Regions from separate parts of the Sus scrofa genome. Here regions 2, 3 and 4 are each linked to region 1. The links are chromatin contacts, called in public HiChIP or PLAC-seq and promoter capture Hi-C maps. All regions are on one chromosome and are shown on one strand. Each heading gives the region's core, a stretch centred on a gene start, on an enhancer-like site or on the middle of the called end of the contact. The rest is flanking DNA. Distances are from core to core; before and after follow the strand shown.

Region 1 (3,746 bases), core at 932-3,431:
GATTCATTAACCACTGCACCACGACGGGAACTCCTGAAAAAAATGGAAATCTTTAGAAAATAAATTATTCTGGCTCAAATTTCACTGTCTACCTCTTACACCACAGACACTTTTACAAATTACTGCACTAAAGCTCAACTGACACCATGTTAAACAGACACTTTCTCCTCCATTTTGCAGATGAGAATAAACTGAAGCTCAAAACAGTGGCTTGGTCAAGGGTGTATAGATAGTAACATCGCAAAGATTACAACCCAGGCCTTCCAATTTCAAGCCTGGGTCTGCTTCTATTCTGCCACATCTTAAAGGGCAGATATGCATTACTGCTCATGACATTGTTTAAAAAAAAATTGTGTGGAAACTGTTCTAAGAGCACTTGCTACCTAATCTTGAGCAAGTAAGTCACTTAACCTCAGTTTCCTCATCTGAAAAGTGAAAGGGTTGGAAAAGCTTAAAAGGCTATCTCTAATAACCCCACCAGCTAATAGACTTTAAGTCTAGGCACCACCTGAGAAGAAAGCCCCTGGACAAGAATGAATGGTTGGAAAGAAGCTGAGGCTTATGCTCTGGGCGGAGAACCGTTCTTAATGGAAACAGGTGGTGGACAGTCAAGAGGAAAGAACCACTGGGGAAACCATAAACTTCCTGGTTAAATCAACAGCTGAAAGCGCCGGCTTTGCTTTACTAACAGCAATGTTTCAATCAGGACTAACTCAAGATCAGAAACCACACAAAGTAAAGCTAGAAGAATATCAAAACACAGGGGTAGAGGAGGGACCTGTAGCCATAGTTATATATAACTATGCTATGATAACTGGATGATTTTCCAAGTAGACTTATTAATGTTAAAACAGAACGAACCCTTGGTGATTCTGAGAGAAGACTCTTCTTCACCAAAAATTTAAGGAGAAAATGAAACTTGCATACCACTCTACAAGATGTCACACTTGTGGAAAAGATCCCACCCAACATTTGCGGAAAAGGTGAAAGAAAGCAATTAAAGCCTCTCCAAACTGCAGGGAATCAAAGAGAGTGAAAAGACCTTCATTAACGGTGAAGTTTCTGTAAAGGATTCCTCTGGTATTTGTAACCTCTTACACTGCAGACATTATAAAGCACTCAGTGCTATCTGAAACTGTTATACAGCCTTTTCACTCGAGAGTAATAAAAAGTACAGTATTTACTTCGCTGGCGAGAAAAAGATTCCATTTTGCTAAAACGGGCTCCGACCAAAATCTCACCACCTATCCCTTAACTACGAGGACAAGACTAAACCAAGGAGAAGCTACTTAGAGCCCATGCAACAGTCCTAGAGAATTCAAACAACATCCTGCCTTGAGAACCACAAGACACCAGCGGCTTTAAATCCAAACCAAGTACTTAACGAAAAAAGCTCACCGCGCTTCTGGGTGCGAGATTCCAGCCCCGCTACTAGGCCATGACTGGGTGAGCACCTGACATGGGGGGGAGGGCGAGCCAGGGCCCTAGCAGATCTGGGGCGAGCAACCAGGGGCTCTCGAGGCACCACGGGGGAAGCTCAGCCCTCTAGAGGCAGGGGTCCTGGGGACCCCCCCACGGTAGGCACCAAGAACACGTGGGGCGACAGGAGCAGGGAAGGGGTGTCCTGGGCAGGCAGCCTGGGTCTGGCACCGCGGCAGGAAAAAGGAGGAACGACTACCCCTAGACAGAGAACTGAGTCCTCTGGGCCCCGAGAGTGCAGGCAAAGGGCGCGGAAAGAAGCAAGGCCACGAGGAGGGCGGGTCTCCCTAGGCACGGGGGCACGCGCTGGGCAAGCGCAGCGGAACCCGGGCAGCGGAGGACCCCGACACACGCGAGGAGACCGCAGACCTGCCTCCACGACGCGGCGAACTAGGAGCGGCCGCGCTCGGAGGGCCCTGTGACCCGCGGCTGCCCGGACCGGACCCGCCCCGCGGCGCCTCCCTCCTGCCCCTTTCCCTCCCTCGTTCCCTCCCTCCCACCCGCGGCCCGTTATCCCGCGGCCGCCGCACTCACCAGCGGCTGCACCTTAGCCCGCCGCTGCCTCAGCTGCTGCCTGCGCCTTCGCAGCCGCCGCCGCTGCCGCCGCCTCGCTGCTGAGGCCGAGTCCCGGGGGAGCCTCCGCGTCCCACCGCCGCTGCCGCTGCCGCCAGAGCAGAACACCCCAAAATGGCGGCACTTCCGGCACCTACCACCGGCGGGGAGGGCCAAGCAGGAGGGGGAGGGCGGCGAGGGGGAACGTACCACCGCGGGGCCGCCCGCAGCGCGGATCCGAGCGGAGCACCGCGCAGGGGCGGGCAGAGCGCCCGGCACTGCAGCGCCCCCTGGGGCTGGGGAGTGGAGAAGCAGCCGCGCCAGAGCCCCCGGGGCCTGGGGCGGAACCCTCAGCCCTAGGAGCGGCAGGGGCACGTCTCTTTGTCTCCCAGCACTGCTCTTGGGAAGAGTGGGAGGACCCCTGGCTTAAGAAGCTGAAGTTCTCGGCTCTGCGCCCCGCACCCACAGGAGTTCTGGATGAACTGGTGGGCTAGGACCTCTGCTTGGAACTGAATATGCGCGTAATAAAATATTTGATGAATGAATGGATGAGTGAATGGGATGGTGCTTGGCCAGCGCTGGGCACATGACACACCCTCCTTTCTACCCAACGGACAAGCAGCAGTATCCAGGCCTTCCTTCTCTACTGAGATGTGGAATGTGAGTGTATTGCAAGCTTTCAGAGTTAGCAGGATGATTGGCTGTATGAGCACACAACCTTGCAAAAATCCTTGCAGCGCTGGGAAGCTCATAAAGGTGCTGTTAAGAGACTGATTTTCCAGCCCTAACCTTCTTCTCCACGATTTTTTTTTCTTTTTAAGTTTCTTTTTTTGTTTGTTTGTTTTTTGTTTTTTGCTCTTTAGGGCCGCACACTCCGTATACAGAGGTTCCCAGGCTAGGGGTCAAATCGGGGCTACAGCTGCCGGCCTGCTCCACAGCTCACAGCAACGCCCGATCCTTGACCCACTGAGCGAGGCCAGAAATGGAACCCGCAACCTCGTGGTTCTTAGTCGGATTTGCTTCTGCTGTGCCATGATAGGAATTTCATGATTTTTTTTTTTTTCAATAACCCAGGTAAGGTCCCTGAAGACCTTCAGAGTGACCCAGGAATCCCAAGATCTAGGTGGACTGCAAACAGTACAATAGTTCGATCGTTCCTTTGTTTTTTTGGGGTGTTGGCTTTTTTTAGGGCTGCACCCCCAGCATATGAAAGTTCCCATGCTAGGGATACAATCTGAGCTGTGGCTGCTGGCCTATGCTACAGTTCGACGCAGCTCAGGACTTCGCAGATCCTTAATTCACTGAGTGAGGCCAGGAATGGAACCAGAGTACTTAAGGATTCCACTTGGGGTTCTTACTACTGAGCCATTATGGGAACTCATTGTTTGTTTGTTTGTTTGTTTTAAAGGCCAATGTCATTTATTCCACAGTTTCTACACATCGTGGAATAGTAAAATACAGATAGAGAAAGAAAACTTAGTTCTGGGACCCTTTGGCCCCAGCAACACGCAAGTAACTCATGGGTTTGGTTTGCAAATGATTTCTCTATAACATCTGGCTTCCCAGAGCAAATAATTCTCATACCCACAAATACTGATTATACCTTACCACAAAAAACTGATGGACTCCCAAGCCGAAGCCTCAAGTGTTTTCCCATGTGTTGGAAGCACTTCTTTCCCCCTTGGGGGAAGAAAAAATCTAATCACAGTGTTTAT
Region 2 (3,746 bases), core at 389-2,888, 230 kb after region 1:
TGCCAGATCCTTAACCTGTCGCACCACAAGGGAACTCCAGCTTAATGTCTTTTTCCTTCTCAAAACTGCCCCATGAAAGATGTGTCCACATCTATTCTTACACTACTATATCTTGCAGGATGAAAATGGAGACTGTTTTTGTTCATCCCTGCACTCCTAGAACACCTAGCAGTGCTTGACATGTAAAAACTCAAGACTAATTTGTAGAATGAAGGAAGCTTAAAGCACTATAAAAATATAACGGCTTCATGCTTAGAACTGATCTTTGGGGCTTTACCCTCGAAGCTACATTTCTTCTTTTTAGTGCTGCCAGGGAGGGCACCTCTTCCAGAACTCTGTGCCTGCTTAATTTTCCACTGACTCAGATATCAATAGGAAACAGTCTTTCTCTTTTCCTGTCTATAACCACTTCGGAGAATAAACGACACCTTGGGAACAGTCACGAAAATTCAGCCGCCGAACAAAACGCCCTTTCGGGAGATTTGACAAACACAGCACTTACCAATGAATGAACCTGTTTCTGGTGACGGAGAACAACTTGCCACTTTCCACGTAGTAGAAGCCTCCCGCGCTCTCACTGTATTTCACAGCTCCGGCCACTGCATTTGCAGTTCCTGCAAAAGAAGAGTGGTCACCCTTGCACACGTGGTTCTCAGGGGATGACACGGACTGAGGGCGCTGAGAAAGCAGAGGGTGACAGACTGAAAATCCATGCAAAAAGGGGAAAAAAAGAGAAAGAAGTAGAACACTAATGAAGCTCTGAATCCGGGGCTGGAGGCATGTGGGCTCAGGAGGATGAACTGGAGGACAGAGATTTAGGGATCCACGGGAAGATCCCGAGGGCAGGAGCTGCATCGAGCCCTACTGGATGCTTCCGTACCAATGTCGCAAACTGCGAATTCCCGAAAGTGCCTTGGCCTTTCGCGCTCAGCTCCGCTGAGCTCTACGAAGCTCCGTTCCATGGCTCCCGCCGCCGCCATCTTCCCGCCGCCGCCGCCGCGAGGCCTGACGGGACACCAGCCCAGCCGGGCGGCTGTCGTCACTTCCGGGGGCGGAGCAAGCACAGATGCGGACAGGTGAAGAAACCCGGAAAGGTCTAGGGCCTGTCCGACCCACCGTTGTGAGGCTTCCACCGAGCTGGCCGGAGACAGGGTGGGCAAGGAGGAAGCCAGATGAGAGGAGGCAGGGGGAGCTTGCAGGATCTACCTGCAGGAACCTTTGCGTGTCCGGCGAGGAAGCCCCAAGGGGCGGTGCCATTTTCCCGGCGGCCTCAGGGAAGGGGGCGGAGCCGGGTTTGTTTCCATTTTAAAAACTCCGGCGCGGGCAGCGGCTGGGCAGAGCCTCCAGGGAGGGGCGAGGTCCTAGGAGGCCACGCAGATGGGCGCCATCTACTGGATTTCGAGCTTTTGATCGCCTCTCCTTGCTTCCCCGTGTTACTCAGTGAATCTCCGCCTGGTCTCCTTTTCTTCACCTTTCAGCGACGTGGGTTGGGGGCGGAGTGAAGGGCAGAGTGGCCTTTTGTGTTGGGTTTTTTCGAGAGACTGTATTCGTGTGTTCTTGTATAATGAAGCATAATGTGTTTAATTAAACATTGATGCAGTTACCTGCTTGAAGCCCCTAAATGCTACTCACTTGCATACGTGAAAGAAATTTCCTTTATCTTCCATTTGTGATCTGTTTGGAAGGTCTTGTGCTTTACCTGCATTTAGGGCAGAGTAGATGCTGGATTTGGAGGAAAATGCCAGTCTTCAAGGGGAAAGTTAGTCTAAATCTCATGTATCAACATGACAGATTAAAGACGACCACAAATTCTTTGACTTTTTCCCATCAGGAGGTGGGTCTTTGTCCCTTCCTCTGGAATCTGGGAGGGCTCTGTAACTGCTGTAACTCATTGAACACAGCAGAAGTGACTCTGTGCCAGATTAGCCTTTTAATTTTTTTTTTTTTTTTGGGTCTTTTGTCCTTTTTAGGGCCGTACCCACGGCACATGCAGGTTCCCAGGCAAGGGGTCCAATCGGAGCTGTAGCCGCCAGCCTATGCCACCGCCACAGCAACACCAGATCCGAGCCGCCTCTGCGACACCACAGCTCATGGGAACGCCAGATCCTCAACCCACTGAGCGAGGCCAGGGACCTAACCGGAAACCACATGGTTCCTGCTCATATTTGCTTCCGCTGCACCAGGACAGAAACTCCCAGACTAGCCTTAACAGAGTCTGTTTCTCTCTTGGAGTGCTAACTAGGAGGGAAGCCATCTAATAAATTCAGCTATCCTGGGGTTGCCATCCTGGAGGAATCATGGGGAGAGACCACATGGAAGGGCTCTCAAGTTACTTAAAGTGAGAGATGTCTGGTGAGAGAGTCAAAAGTCACTAAGTTTGGGGTAATTTGTTAGCCAGCAATAGATATCAGGAACATTCTCTTGTCTTTCCTTTACATTCATACTTTTCCTCAACAGTCTTCCACATTTCATTCTTAGATAATGGAAACAACTCCAGTTGATCTTATTTTGCTGTTGTTCTCCCTGCCTCTCCATTTTACAAATACACTCTAACTGTTCCTAAACACCACTTACATTTTGTTTCTTCTTGTTTCACAAAATACTATATGCTGGGTGGCTTAAACAGCTAACACGTACTGCACACAGTTTTGGAGCCTGGGAAGTCCAAAATCAAGAGACCAGCAGATTCAGCGTCAGGTGAGAGTCAGCTTCCTGATTTATAGACAGCCATCTCTTGTGCCGTGTCCTTAAATTGTGGGGATTTTTTTTGTTGTTGGTTTGTTTTTGCTTTTTTATGGTTGCACCTGTGGCATATGGAAGTTCCCAAGTTAGCGGTCCAATTGGAGCTGCAGCTGCTGGCCTACGCCACAGCCGCAACAGTGCCACATCCAAGCTGCATCTGCGACCTGCACCACAGCTCATGGGATAAAGTGGGTCCTTAAACCCACTGAGCAAGGTCAGGGATTGAACCTGCACTCTCATGGGTACTAGTCAGACTCTTAACCCACTGAGCCATGATGGAAACTCCCTGTAGGGTCTTTTTTTAATAGGGCACCAATCCCTTTTTCGTGAGGGCTCCACCCTCACAATTGAATCCCTTGGGATGGTAATTTATAATAAGAACATTATATTTGGTCTTTGTCCCTCTTCCTGTCACAGAGAACCTGAAACTCTTGTAATTCCCTTAGTGATAAGAGGATGACTATCCTATGTTATGTTAATGAAGTCATTTTTGGAAAGTTTCTAGGTAACCTGAGGTTGGGGGCGGGGGCAGTGATTGCCAGGGGAAACAACCACTTGATTAGAGGTTTGGAACTTTTAGCCCTACCACCCCAACCTTTGGAGATTAAGTTCAGTTAACAGTGGCCAATAATTTAATCAGTCTTGCCTCTGTAATGAAGCCTCCAAAAAGCCAGAAGGATGGGGTTGAAAGCTTCCAAGTTGATGAACCAGAATACATCTATGTGCCAGGCCCTAAACTCCATGGAATAGAAGCTCCTGCATTTGGAAACTTGCCTTACGTATCTTTTCATCTAGCTATTCATTGTATTCTTTAATTCCTTTTCTGATAAATTGGTAATCCAAAAAAATAACCTGGTTTCTTGAGTTCTGCGAGCTGCTCTAGCAAATTTACCAAACCCGAGGAGAGCATTGTGGGAACCTCTGATTTATAGCCAATCAGAAGCAAAGGTGAACACCTGGACTTGTGATTGGCATCTGAAGTGGGGGCAGTCCTGTGGGTCAGC
Region 3 (3,746 bases), core at 580-3,079, 180 kb before region 1:
ACCCCATTTAATACTCCAGCGGCTATATGAAGTAGGAGCAGCTATCATGCCCATTTCTCAGATGAGGACTCCAAGGTTCAGAGAAGTTAAGTGACCTACCCAAGATCACACAGCCTATAGGCGGCACAGCCAAGCTTGTGGTCTAACCTCCACACACAAATTTTGCTGGGTATATCCCTGGATACATCACCCTCCCAGCCTGTGGAAGCCCAACCCCCCTTCCCCCACCAACAGGGGCCCTTGGCAAGGGACATGGCTAAATTTGGCCTCTAAGGGCCTCAGGCTGAGAATCAGCAACTGAGATAAAGCTGGCCTGGGAGGGGGCTGGGCTGGGGAGCTGACCCTGACCAGGACAACCTTGGTAAGAACTCTGGGCTGTGACTTTCTCTGCCCTTGGCTGGGGTTCAGGGGCTTCCTAACCATCCTCTCCCAGAGCAGAGGGGCTGCGTGGGGGGGCCATGTCTGGTGTGGGGGCCACAAGGGTGCAGGGTCAGAAAGCAAAGACTTTCAAAGCTGGAAGGAGGCAACCCAACCCCTTGTTGTATAGATAGGGAAACTGGGACCCAGAGGGGAGGGACTTGTCTAAGAGTGTTGAGTGAGACTGGCTCAAGTCTAATTTGAGACTTTCTTTTTCTTTTTGGGGCTGAACCTGTGGCATATGGAAGTTCCCGGGCTAGGGGTTGAGTTGTAGCTGCAGTTGCAGGCCTGCATCACAACCACAGCGGTGCCAGATCTGAGCCACATCCGTGACCTATACCACAGCTTTCGGCAATACTGGATCCTTAACCACTGAGCGAGGCCAGGCCTTGAACCTGCATCCTCGTGGATACTAGTTGGCTTCTTAACCTGCTGAGCCACAATGGGAATGCCTTTTTTTTTTTTTTGCTATTTCTTTGGGCCGCTCCCGCGGCATATGGAGGTTCCCAGGCTAGGGGTCGAATCGGAGCTGTAGCCACCAGCCTACGCCAGAGCCACAGCAACACGGGATCCGAGCCGCGTCTGCAACCTACACCACAGCTCACGGCAACGCCGGATCGTTAACCCACTGAGCAAGGGCAGGGACCGAACCCTCAACCTCATGGTTCCTAGTCGGATTTGTTAACCACTGCGCCATGACGGGAACTCTGGCTCAAGTCTAGAGTCATCCTGGGGGCCCTCCTGCAGCAACTTTTTCCCAAACGGCAAGTCCAGGCCTAATTTTGCTGCAGGGATGGGATGGAGGCAGAGAAGGGGTCTCCCTGCGTCCTGAGAGTAGAGCAACTGCCCTTGGGGCTTTCTGCCCTGACTCTCTTCCCCTCTGTACTCCTGACTCTGGTTTACTTTCATCAGAAGGATGGAAAGGAGAAACTAAGAATCGCAAAAGGCCCAGGATGGAGTTCCCGTTGTGGCTCAGCTGGTTACGAACCTGACAAATATCCATAAGGATGTGAGTTCGATCCTTGGCCTCGCTCAGTGGGTTAAGGATCTGGCGTTGCCATGAGCTATGGTTTAGGCTGGCAGCTGCAGCTCCGATTTGACCCCTGGCCTGGGAACCTCCATAATGCTGTGAATGCAGCCCTAAAAAAAGAAAAAAAAAAAAAAAGGCCCAGGAGGACAGTTCCCCCTGTCCTGGGGCTCAGAGGCCTCATCCCCCTCAGGAACTTGCTCCTAGGCCCCCCCCAATTGCAGATGCCCCCAGCCCTCCCTGCCCCACACTCAGCCCCAACCCAGGCCTGGGGCTACCTGGTTTCTTCCCTGGCTCAGGCATCTCGGAGAGGTCACCAGGAACCGAGCAGGCACAGGCTCCCCAAAGAGAATCTGAGCAGGCACCCGTCCCCCTACTATATAAGGGGCTGCCCCCTCCCCAGGCCCTCCTTATCTGCACCCTGCCCAGCCACCTGCTAAATATAGACAAATTCCAGAGATCAAGGGCTCTCCAGGAGAATGTGGGGCCCCATTGTGCCTGGCTGGCCCCTGGCCCCTCCCCCATCAGCCCACTATCACAGCTTCTGTCCCCCAATCCTCCCTGAACTTCAGGGGTACTCCATGCCCTGTCTGTACGTCTTCTGACAGGTAAATCATGTGGTGGGAGTGTGCAGGGCCCTTAAGTCTGAGGCTGATGGGTCAAACGCATCCTTGCCAGGTAGCGGTTATGTGCACAAACCCTGGGCTGGGCTGCCCTGCATCCTGGCTGCCCTGAATCACTATTTCTCTGTGACCTTCTGCCCCGTGACTGCCCCTACACCCACCTCCAGGTCACATCACGAATGTCAGTTGCTACCCAGAAAGAAGGAAATTACGTGTGACCCACTGCAAGCAAGACCCAATACCGGGGAAGTTCATTTGTCCCCCGTCATCAGGGGGAAGGAATTCTATACACAAGCGTTGTCCATGTGGTCAAAACCTACTCGCCTTTTCAACACTGAAATCATTCTTTTCTGCCATTTTAACCACATTTAAAAGGCATCTCATGGAGTTCCCATGTGGCTCACCTAGTTAAGGATCCAACGTTGTCACTGCTTTTGCTCGGGTTCAATCCCTGGCACGGGAACTTCATGCCAGGGGTGCAGCCAAAAACAAACAAACAAAAACACAAACAAAACCAGAAAATGCATCTCATGCTCCTGGGCCTTCTTTAAAAGGGAACTGAGCCCATTTCCCTCGCTCGGGGCTAGGAGCCCTGCATAGGGGGTGTTGCGGATGGGCTTCCCCAGCCCAAGCCCTTGGGGCGAGGAGGTAGAGTGTGTGTTGGGGGGGGTAATCTGTCCCAACAGGAATGGCCCCAGAATCTGGGTTCTCTGAGGTCTGCAGGCTGCTGAGCAAAGTTCCTCAGTCCCACACTGTTGGCTGCCTCTTCTTGCTACTGTTGGAAGCAAGAGCTTACAGGTTTCCCTGATCATCTTTTTCTGTCTCTCCCCTGCCATAGGCTCTAAGCCAGAGGGACCAGACACAAGGGTACACTCGAGAGGTTCGCTTGTACCAGGGTCCTGCTGGCAAGGATCCCATGAGGACACTGCAGCTGACAAGAGCTCTGGGGCTTAATTCCTGCTCCTGACCGAGCTACGAGCTACGGGTTACCCTCTCGCAGACACGTGAAGCTTCTCACATTACAATGACGTAGCAGCCCACGTGGGATGGGATCCAGCCCACCCCTTACTCGTGGTGTGAACTAGGACAAACTATTTGACCTCTAAGAGCCTCAGTTTTTCAGTTTATAAAATGGGATGCTATTAGATACCACTCCTCAGGGATGACATGTAATAAAATGGCCAAAAAATCCAGTGTTGTTGCCATTATTATTATTATAATCATCACTAGGGTCATAGCCTACAGCTTATAAGCTTAAGGCTCATGGAGGCATCTAAAAAAAATTTATTCGTTGCAGAGGGCTTTTTAATGATTTATTTGCCTAAGAACAACTGAGGACTCTTCCATCCACAGGCTCTAAATCCTGGTCAGGTACAATGTGTCATCTGTCCTCATGTCCCCAGTGTCCAGCATTGGAAAGGATCCTTAGTAAATGCCCGAGGGACAAATGAGGAAAAGACATATCAGATGGCGGGGGGTGGGGGGGCAGACAAGGTGCACAAAACATTTTTTTTCCCCACACCTGACACATATGACACCTGACACATATGAAAGCTCCCAGGCTAGGGGCTGAATCAGAGCCACAGCTGTCGGCCTAACCCACAGCCATGACACCAGATCCAAAACACCTCTGTGACCTACACTGCAGCCTGCAGCAACATGAGATCTTCAACCCACAT
Region 4 (3,746 bases), core at 496-2,995, 140 kb before region 1:
CTGCATCTCCCTTTTCTCACTCATCAATACCTGGAAGCCCCTGGCAGATTTAATTCACTGTTTTTAACAGCCACACACTTGCCCACCCACTGTGTCTTTCTACTTGGTCCTCCTGGCTCAAGGTCATCTTCTAGAGTAACATCTCCACCTCTACCTCCAATACATTAGGGAATCTCACCAGGCCAGGTGAGAGAAAAAGGCAGTGGGAAGGCAGCAAGTGGTGTTTCTAGCGCTGTCTTGTCCATCCCCTTGCTGGTGGCCAGCAGCCCTCAGCCCCTAGAGGCGGGAATGCTGACTATGTTATTGTGAAATCATTTGTATATTGTGAAGTGCTTTGCATATGATGGAGTGATTTGCATATATGGGGGGCATCTTAGAGATCCCAGAGCAGCATCCCTGAGTGTCCTCCTCCTCCTCCCTCTGCAAAGTAATCAACCTAGGGTTTCCACTTCAGAACTTAGGCGGGGGAAGAGGAGGGTGTCCCGGCAGAACTGTGGGCCTTGAGGGGGAAGCAGACAGGGGGCTTTCAGAGGAAAGCTGATCCTTCTTGGTAGGATTGGGGTCTAAGAAAGGCAGCGTTGGAGTGTGAGGTGGAACAGGGCAACTGGTGTAGCATATGACACTTGTGCCCTCAGAGCCCCCAGTAAGGGAAAGTGACACAGGATGGATGAAGGAAGTACCCTAGGAGGCAGATGAGGGTCAGAGGCTTAGAGACTCCCACCCTGTCACAATCTCTGTCCAAATGAGTACCCAAGGGCCCGTTCCTGAGTATAGGTGGTCCTGGCTGATTCCCAGAGAAGGATGCAAAGTGGAAATGCCAAGCCAGATTCCTAAGACTCTAGAAATGAGAGCTGCTGTCACATGCCCTGGGTTCAGGAATATTCAGGTTTCAATTGTGGCTCTGTCATCCGTGCTATTGTGTGACCCTGGGCTAACTACCCCACCTCAATGGGCTAGGCTGAGGGTTCTTTAAGACAATGCAAGCAGAGTAAATGGCAGGTGTTCAGCAATAAACTGCGGTTATAATAATAATGCTATTGTTTGCTGCCTTAATCTGAGGTGAGGGAAGCACAGAGCTCTTGCTCCCCCAGGTTTGGAGTTACCAGCAGCAGTGTCAAGCCACCGTGCATTGGACTCCAAAGGGTTACAAGCCCTGGAGACAAAGGCCTGAGGTTCCCAGTGAAAAACCAAAGCATAAAAATAATTCGATGAGTAAGAATAAAATTCCCTCTTCTGAGGTTCCCGAGGCTAGGCCCCTCCCTGCGGCAGACACTTCCCCTTTCCCTTGCTCATGGAGGAGCCAGACCAGGCTGACTCAGAGAAGGAGTGCCGCAGCCATCCTCCCACCCCGACCCCGGCCCCAAGCCCCAGCACCGGCCCCGGCCCCGGCTCGGAACGGCACAGTCTAGAAGCCGAGCGCGCCCCCGTGCGGCCGCGGCCGGGACTGCCACCCGAGAGAGGAAGCGGCGGCCAGGCCCTCAAGCCCAGCCACCCGGCCGCTCGTGGTCCCTAGAAGGCCGCCGCCTACGCCCTGCCTAGCCCGACCGAGTGCGGTGTCCAGCGGGCTCCCACTTCCGCTCGACCCTCCCCGCTGTGCCCGGTCCGGCCGGAGCGGAAGTGCGCCAGCCGCCCGGGTCCCCCATGGCCGCGAGGCGGAAGCGCGCTCCGACGGCCGCTCCCCCACTACCCCGCGGCGCGCGGCGCGTCGGGTTCCGGACAGGTCCCGTGTGACGTGGCCGCGCGCGGGGGGCGGCTCCGGGCCGGGGGCCGGGTGGCCGGGCCGGGCGGGGCAGACCCGGGGCGGGGCGGGGCTCCGCAGCTGGATGGCCGGGGCCGCCCGTAGCGCCGCCGCTGCCGCCGCAAGGTGAGTGACCGCCCGACCCTCAGGGCCCATGCCCCAGGCGGGACAAACCCTGCCCATCCCGTTGACTTCGGCCCGGCTTGTCTAGATCAGACCTGGGCCTCTTGCCCAGAGCCCGGGAATTCAACTTCCTTGGGCTCTTCTCCCGGCTCCCCACGCGTCGCTCCTCATCTCTCCCTCTCTCTCCCCTTCCGCATCCATCTCCCACTCTCCAGCTCTCCACTCCTGACTCTCCCGCTCCTTGCTTTCTCCTTTCTCTCCGCTTGCTGACTCCCTCGGTACCCTCTCTTCTGTTCCAAACTTGTGGTCCTCTAACCTTTAAGTGACCCGCCGCCGCCTCCAAGTCAGGCCTGGCTCAGTCCTGCTTTTTGGTCCCCAGTGGAGCCCTGCGGATTTAAGGCCTGGAGAGCCTAGACTGGAGCATCTTTAACAGCTGCTTTCCGCCCCCGCCCCCGCCCCCGCCCCCTTCCCAACTCCATCAGCAAATGCGGAAAACTGAGGCACGGCCATCACTGGCTCAAGGTCACAGCCAGCATGAGGCAGGGAAGACCACATTTAAACCTCATGCCTGAGTTTCCAGATTTGTACTTCCCTCTTGGTTGACTCACATCCAGGTCCTGTGATCCATCCGCTGGGTGCACTCCAGGTGTCCACTGCTCCTGGGTCCCAGCAGCATAAGGAGGGCTTTCTGTGCCTGATCCATGCCAGGCATGCTCACCTGTTTAGCAAGCTCATCTCATTTGTGTGAGGGAGGCAAATTCTCTCCATCCTACAGAGAAGGAGACTGAGGCTCAGAGAGAGTCTTCAGGGATTTACCCCCAACCAGCAGCTATAAGCTCAGAGCACAAAGTCAAGGGCAGGTCTTCAAAGCCTGTGCTCTATACATCTGTGAGGCAGCTCCTAACTGAAGGAGCCTCTGTCTTCAGTCCCACCTCCTGTTTGGCCCATTTCCTAGGAAGAAGCCCTAATGATCCTAATCTAGATCAGCTGGTTGGTTTCCCCACCTGCACTCCTCCTATTGCCCCACCAAGCTAGGTGGTGCCGGCCTCTGTCCCTGGGGGTGCTTCACTGGAGGACATCCCGGCCCAAAGCCTCCCCTGGCAGCCAGACATCCAGCTGGGCCAGGCCTGCCAGTGGCTGAGGGGAACCTAGCCAGCGCCTCACCCTGTCATTAAGGAAAGTTTAGCCTCAGGCGGACAGGCTGACACACAGTCTGGAAGTGGCTCCCAAGGAAAAAATGTGTGGTCCTTGGGAGTGAGGTGAGGAGGGGCAGAGCCGCTTTGCTCCATGCACCCATCATTCGGGTCCTCAGAGGCCCCAGGGGGAGGCAGGCAGGAGGGCCGGTGCCAAGGCCTCTGGGAGTGGGGGGAGGGTTAAGATGCCACGTTTCCTAAGCAGGTGTGCGGCCAAGGGTGGCAGCTCACGTAAGTGGCCTTTGTGTTTTTCAGCACGTGGCATGCCTGGATGTCCCTGCCCTGGCTGTGGCATGGCAGGACAAAGGCTCCTCTTGCTCACTGCTCTTGCCCTGGAGCTCCTGGGAGGGGCTGGGGGATCCCAACAGGCCCTCCGGAGCCAGGGGGTGGCAGCGGCCTGTCGCCTGGACAGTAAGGAAAGTGAGTCCTGGGGGGCCCTGCTGAGCGGAGAGAGGCTGGACACCTGGATCTGCTCCCTCCTGGGCTCACTTTTGGTGGGGCTCAGCGGGGTCTTTCCGTTGCTCGTCATTCCCTTGGAGATGGGGACCACGCTGCGCTCGGAAGGTGAGTGACCCTCCTCTGGCTCCCAGGGGCAGCCGGCAGCATGGGAAACATGCTGCTGCTCTTTCTGGGAGAGCCGGGTCCCGTGTCCCGAGTCACAGTGTGTCTGAAGTAAGGGTGGGGACAGAGCA

The links. Promoter capture Hi-C pulls out the DNA fragments that hold promoters and counts their contacts. HiChIP or PLAC-seq counts read pairs in DNA pulled down with a chosen protein or histone mark.
Region 2: an H3K27ac HiChIP or PLAC-seq map of alveolar macrophages shows a contact between it and region 1. The contact joins the promoter of NUP160 here to the promoter of CELF1 in region 1. A contact is called at or near these places in 1 of 5 promoter capture datasets (liver) and 1 of 2 datasets of contacts at active chromatin or transcription factors (alveolar macrophages).
Region 3: a contact with region 1 is called in an H3K27ac HiChIP or PLAC-seq map of alveolar macrophages. The contact joins the promoter of MYBPC3 here to the promoter of CELF1 in region 1. A contact is called at or near these places in 1 of 5 promoter capture datasets (liver), 4 of 47 Hi-C or Micro-C datasets (alveolar macrophages, embryonic fibroblasts, liver and 1 more) and 1 of 2 datasets of contacts at active chromatin or transcription factors (alveolar macrophages).
Region 4: a contact with region 1 is called in a promoter capture Hi-C map of liver, with 5 times the contacts expected there. The contact joins the promoter of SLC39A13 here to the promoter of CELF1 in region 1. A contact is called at or near these places in 2 of 5 promoter capture datasets (fetal liver and liver), 4 of 47 Hi-C or Micro-C datasets (embryonic fibroblasts, fetal heart ventricle, heart right ventricle and 1 more) and 2 of 2 datasets of contacts at active chromatin or transcription factors (alveolar macrophages and skeletal muscle).

The regions. Positions count from the first base shown.
Region 1 is chr2:15,064,959-15,068,704 of Sscrofa11.1, reverse strand. CELF1 (CUGBP Elav-like family member 1) reads right to left here and starts at 2,181. Exons shown (of 16, transcript XM_021083082.1): 1 at 2,014-2,181.
Region 2 is chr2:14,837,948-14,841,693 of Sscrofa11.1, reverse strand. It overlaps NUP160 (nuclear pore complex protein Nup160), which reads right to left and starts at 1,638. Exons shown (of 37, transcript XM_021085052.1): 1 at 1,633-1,638; 2 at 881-1,202; 3 at 503-614. The coding sequence starts at 1,638.
Region 3 is chr2:15,245,762-15,249,507 of Sscrofa11.1, reverse strand. It overlaps MYBPC3 (myosin-binding protein C, cardiac-type), which reads right to left and starts at 1,829. Exons shown (of 34, transcript XM_021085219.1): 1 at 1,723-1,829. The coding sequence starts at 1,747.
Region 4 is chr2:15,200,935-15,204,680 of Sscrofa11.1, reverse strand. SLC39A13 (zinc transporter ZIP13) reads left to right here and starts at 1,745. Exons shown (of 10, transcript XM_003122808.6): 1 at 1,745-1,864; 2 at 3,310-3,618. The coding sequence starts at 3,318.